Linked DNA regions of Arabidopsis thaliana: region 2 is linked to region 1. A link is a contact called in public capture Hi-C data. All regions are on one chromosome and are shown on one strand. The core of a region is the stretch at or near the end of the contact, and the rest is flanking DNA. Distances in the headings are between cores, read along the strand shown. Region 1 holds the start of AT1G56500 (haloacid dehalogenase-like hydrolase family protein). Region 2 holds the start of AT1G58400 (Disease resistance protein (CC-NBS-LRR class) family).

Region 1 (2,664 bases), core at 96-2,595:
CCAAAGTAATGTGCCAAAGGTCGGACAAATTTGAGCCCATAACGGTGATGGTCGAGGCGTTATAAGTTACAATAAATGAAATAATCTCTTTTGCGTATCTCTCGAATTTAAACTTCACTCACTTTACTCAAAATAATATCTACATGTCAACACTTTTTTTTACGGGAAATTTATATTTGGCCACTATTTTGACACTCGTATTTCATGGCTATCTATTATAGTCACATAATAGACATGAACAAAGGCTAATTAGCCACTTACAAGTTCGTGGATATTTGGCAAAAATTAGCCACTATGCACGAGTGTCAAAATGTGGCTATACTGACACGAAAAAACCACCGAAAAATTTGGGACATTTATATAAAATGATATTTTCCTGTGTGTTTACCGTAGCTTTTTCATCCTATAGCCACAAAATTTTCCATGATTATATTTGCCATGCTCATGCAAACCATAATTTATATCGTTTATATAGGACACCTCTTCTGGAGAGGTTAGATGTCAAACATAATTGTGATCACTAACAGTTGATCACAAACGCACATCACATTTATGTTAACGTTTTTCTTTTCCTTCAAATTGATTTCCTCTTTTATGTATTATGTTTTAGAGCATGTACATAGCTAAACTTTTTAGAGTATCAGTTGCCCATTTAATATTCTTAATTGGACCAAACACATAAAATTGGGATGAGCCGTATCAGTCTATGAGACTTCTGATATCCAGTATCCACTTACGTGGCATGCCGTGATTTAGTATTGGACATGTATCCCAAGCAGATCCGGCTCTGTGCATGTGCTGAGAGTGCCCAAGCACAAGGACAATCAAATTTTTTGGATTTTTTCCTTGGTAAAAAAGGCTCAATTTTAATTTTTTTTTATAAAATATATAGTAATATTAGGCCCAATTTATTTCTAGCTCTAGGTCTTCTAAAATTTTGAGCCGGGCCTGAATTCCCAAGTATGTCTCATCCTCAAAGAGATCACGATGCCAACCATGTAAAAATATGCCTAATGTGTCGCATGCAAACTTAACTTTCAGAATCCCCTAAGATAAAAAAATATTTCTAAGTTCGTGTGTCGTTGTTGTACGGAAAAACAAGTCTAACCTAAACGCATTGAGGATCGTGGCTAATCAATCAATCTAAGACAGTAATTAACGAGTCTTGACCAAATTTTGTCAAAGCTTTCATGTGACCATGTCTTTTGGTAGACCATCATCCTACACTAACAAACATACCGAAAATGCCCATGCACTGATAAAAAAACATGAGGGTAGTTTCGACCTTATGGATAATTAACACCCGCCACTAAAACTCACAAACAAATCAGTTCAAAACGATTCCTCGAGGAAAAAAAAAAAACCAAAGCAAAAAAATGGCTTTGAAACTCACTTCTCCGCCTTCAGTTTTCTCACAATCAAGGAGATTATCTTCTTCTTCGTTAATTCCGATAAGGTCAAAATCCACATTCACCGGATTTCGATCGAGAACCGGTGTTTATTTAAGCAAAACGACGGCGCTTCAGTCGTCTACAAAACTGAGTGTGGCGGCGGAGAGTCCTGCGGCGACAATTGCGACGGATGATTGGGGGAAAGTATCGGCGGTTCTGTTTGATATGGACGGTGTGCTTTGTAACAGTGAAGATCTTTCTAGACGCGCCGCCGTGGATGTTTTTACGGAGATGGGAGTTGAAGTCACTGTGGACGATTTCGTTCCTTTTATGGGAACAGGTAAATGCTTTGAAAATTTGGAAAATCAACTTGTTTATTGGTTGATTTCGTTAATTTCATTGGTTTGGCAATTAACAGGTGAAGCCAAGTTTTTAGGAGGTGTTGCTTCAGTCAAAGAAGTTAAAGGATTTGATCCAGATGCAGCTAAAGAGAGATTCTTTGAAATATATCTCGATAAGGTGATTCTTGATTAGAAAAACACTGTAGGAGGGAACTTGTTGATGTTATTGATAGAGAATGTGATTGATACTCGTGCTTTGTTGTGTTTTGATTTCGCGTATTTTCTTGTGCTTTACTTATTATATAGTATGCGAAGCCAGAATCTGGGATTGGATTTCCAGGAGCATTGGAGCTTGTTACTGAGGTGAGGAAAAATGAGGTTGTTGAACAATGATGGTTTTGAGGTTAGAGATTATGATTTGCTCTGGAACTTTTGAAACAGTGTAAGAACAAAGGCCTTAAAGTCGCTGTTGCATCTAGTGCTGACCGTATCAAAGTTGATGCGAATCTGAAAGCTGCTGGTTTGTCTTTGACCATGTAAGACTAAAACAATCTTTTATCTTTTGACTACTTCATTTCCTATTACACAAGTTTGAATTCTTTCATTGGTGTTATTGTATACCCCTTTCTGTGACATTATTCTGCTGTGTAATCTCTTTTAATATGTCATCGAGATTTTTATGCGCGTCCAGGTTCCATTTCTAAATACATGTTAGCGATGTTAACTTTCAGGTTTGATGCCATTGTTTCAGCAGATGCCTTTGAGAATTTGAAACCAGCTCCAGATATTTTCCTGGCTGCTGCAAAGATCTTAGGTGTGCCTACCAGCGAGGTAATAGTCAAAACTTCATGTAATATCGTATCGAGATGAGGCTTTATTGAAAGATTTTCACAAACCCACACCTTTTATGAAATCATACATGAAATAGAAAA
Region 2 (2,664 bases), core at 68-2,567, 540 kb after region 1:
TTCATCTTTCGTTTCTCTAGAGGTTAGATTCTGCAAGATCATTTGCCATACATTTTTCCGAGTAAACTCTTGTGAGACACACACCCATGCGAGTCTATCAAACTGATGTTTAACATCCTCATGGTTAAAAACTTGTCTTGCAAGGGTGGTTTTACCAAGACCTCCCATCCCGGTTACCGAAACAATTTGAATGTCATCTTCCTCCACCAAATATCCAACCAGTTTCTTAACATTTACCTCCAACCCCACAAAGTCGCTTTCGTAACCCCTAGAAAACGTTTGTCGCATCTCCCTTTCTCTTTCTTGTAGTAGATGTGAAGACTGACTACCATCGGAAATCATCTGTTGTACTCCAAAACTATGCATGTCTTGAATCACCTTAGAGATCCTCTTACTTATGCCTCCAATATCGGACGCAAATTCCCAACGATGCACTTTAATGCAAGTTAGTTTTGTGATACGCCTGATGATGCCACTTCTTTTTCGGGCTGCTTCTTTGAGAATAAACGTTTCGATCATATTCTCCGTATCATAAACAATTTCTTTAATCTCTTCAACACAATGTCGCACCATCTGACTTGTATTTTTCTTGGCTTCTGCATCTTTCAAAAAGGACTTTAACAAGTTTAGATTACTTTTTAGTTCAGCTATTCGATCTTCAACTCCTTGAAATTGCTCGTATTCTTGGGTCAGTCGGTCCCAAAGCTTTTCTACTCCAAATGAAACAATTGCCTCGACCATAGTGGCTCCTGCCTAAGTAGTTTGAAAAATAATAATCAAGTTACGTACTATTCATATACAATATATATTCGCTAGAAGCAATTGGAGTTTCATATTTTGATTAAATCTTAAAAGCGTTTTCTGCCAAAAACAATAACTCTACAAATTGCTATTTTTGGTCTTTACTTCTAACTTAAAAGGGTTAATCTCACGAAATAAAAAATAATATACAACATAGAAGCAAGTGTTGGATTTTTCCTTTCCTCTTGCCATGTATTGAATTCTTGTTTATGGCATCCAACTTATAGAAGTCCAAACAAAACTAGATCTACAGTTTTGCCGTCAACTCCGAAGATAAAGAGACAGGTAGAGACATATTTCATCGGAAGCAAAGAAATTTGCCATGAACCACACAAAAACAAAAACAAAAAAGTAACAATGGAAAAGTGACTAACCTCTTGAAAGCGGCAAGGAAGACTCTCGTCGTCGCCTTTAGGAAGAAGGGAGAGGCTTGCTCTAGTTATTAATCTCACTTACTGTGAATAAGCGTTTGTTTACTCACTAAAATAATTGAAATAATATGGTGCTACAAAAAACTGTTAAAAATGTCATATTTTTAGTGTTATTTTTTATGCAATTTATTTCAACATTAATTTAAATCTGTTAATTGGTAATGATAATTAATTTAAGGATGTAATTTATTTGGTAAAGTCAACAAAGTTAGCCGCGAAAACAAAAAATTAATAAAAATTAAATGAATCCGCAAAAGATAGTATTTTAAATTATTCGAGATAAAATTGACGCATTTTTTGACAAATGAAGACTTCTTTTCTTTGACAAATTTTCCCAAAACAAATAAGGGTCCGTTCTTTTTTTTATATATTTCAATGGATACTGCAGAAGGAAAACGACAATTCTTACCCATGATAGGCTAATGAAAAACAAAACTATATAAAATCTATTATTTTTCAGCCAAGTGGTGGAAGTGCATGTATTTTAAGAGTCCCCATAGTTCTCTGCCTTTTATGGGTTTCGTTATAAAACAAAAATTGCCGACAAAAAAAAAAGAAAAAAAAAAAGAATCCCCATAGTTCAAGGTTTGACTGTCATGGCACCATGTACCTTACTTAGTCATATATTATTAAAAAAAAGTAACGTTATGTATATATCAAATGAACATCAACATACCAAAATTAATGAAGTTCAAAATTCTTCAGAAAATTAATATCTCTTTTTTGACCAGGAAGATCCTGAATATGCATGTAAAATTAACACCCTCGTAGCGAGAAGTACGTAAACATCTTCCAACCTGCAAAATAGTTCTTGTTTGACATACCAACACGACAATTTTTTCTGGTTGTTCTTGTAAGCACGAATGTGATATTCAAGGGATCATTATATCTGCTTGGGCTTTAGAGTTCCACTGAACAGCCAAACTCTACATGCTTTGATGTTTTCTTTGTAAAGAGTTTCAGCAGTAGAAAGAAGATGATGGCGCATGATGTTTACGAGTTCAGATCAATCGGTCTGATTGATCCTACGTTTCAGCCAGAACGGAATCCAGCAATTCACTATCTCAAGATTACAGATTCTTCGAGCGCTAACTTATTTGGAGATTTGCGGTCAATATATCTATCTCTAGCGATCACAACATGAACATTGCTCATATAAGCCTTAATTATATATTTTGTTGTATTAAACAAAGACTTAAACCGCTTAACTACTACTAAACCAGCATTGGCTCAATTAGTCTTTCGTTTTAATGCCCTTAACCAGTAACCAATTGAATCTGTTTTTTTTTGGTAGAGCCCAATTGAATCTGTTTTGAAAACAAGAAGTTAACAATTTATTAGAGATAGACAATAAAGAGTGTTCAATAGTTTTTTTTTGGTTTTGGTTAAAAAAGAGTGTTGAATAGTTCTAACAATAAATAAAGAAGAGTGT

Evidence for each region. Capture Hi-C pulls out chosen DNA fragments and counts their contacts.
Region 2: a contact with region 1 is called in a capture Hi-C map of seedling, with 2.4 times the contacts expected there. A contact is called at or near these places in 1 of 26 Hi-C or Micro-C datasets (vegetative nucleus) and 1 of 3 other capture datasets (seedling).

The regions. Positions count from the first base shown.
Region 1 is chr1:21,158,399-21,161,062 of TAIR10.1, forward strand. It overlaps AT1G56500 (haloacid dehalogenase-like hydrolase family protein), which reads left to right and starts at 1,346. Exons shown (of 28, transcript NM_104525.3): 1 at 1,346-1,731; 2 at 1,810-1,910; 3 at 2,039-2,095; 4 at 2,174-2,268; 5 at 2,464-2,563. The coding sequence starts at 1,377.
Region 2 is chr1:21,698,378-21,701,041 of TAIR10.1, forward strand. AT1G58400 (Disease resistance protein (CC-NBS-LRR class) family) reads right to left here and starts at 1,318. Exons shown (of 5, transcript NM_001333832.1): 1 at 1,176-1,318; 2 at 1-753. The coding sequence starts at 741.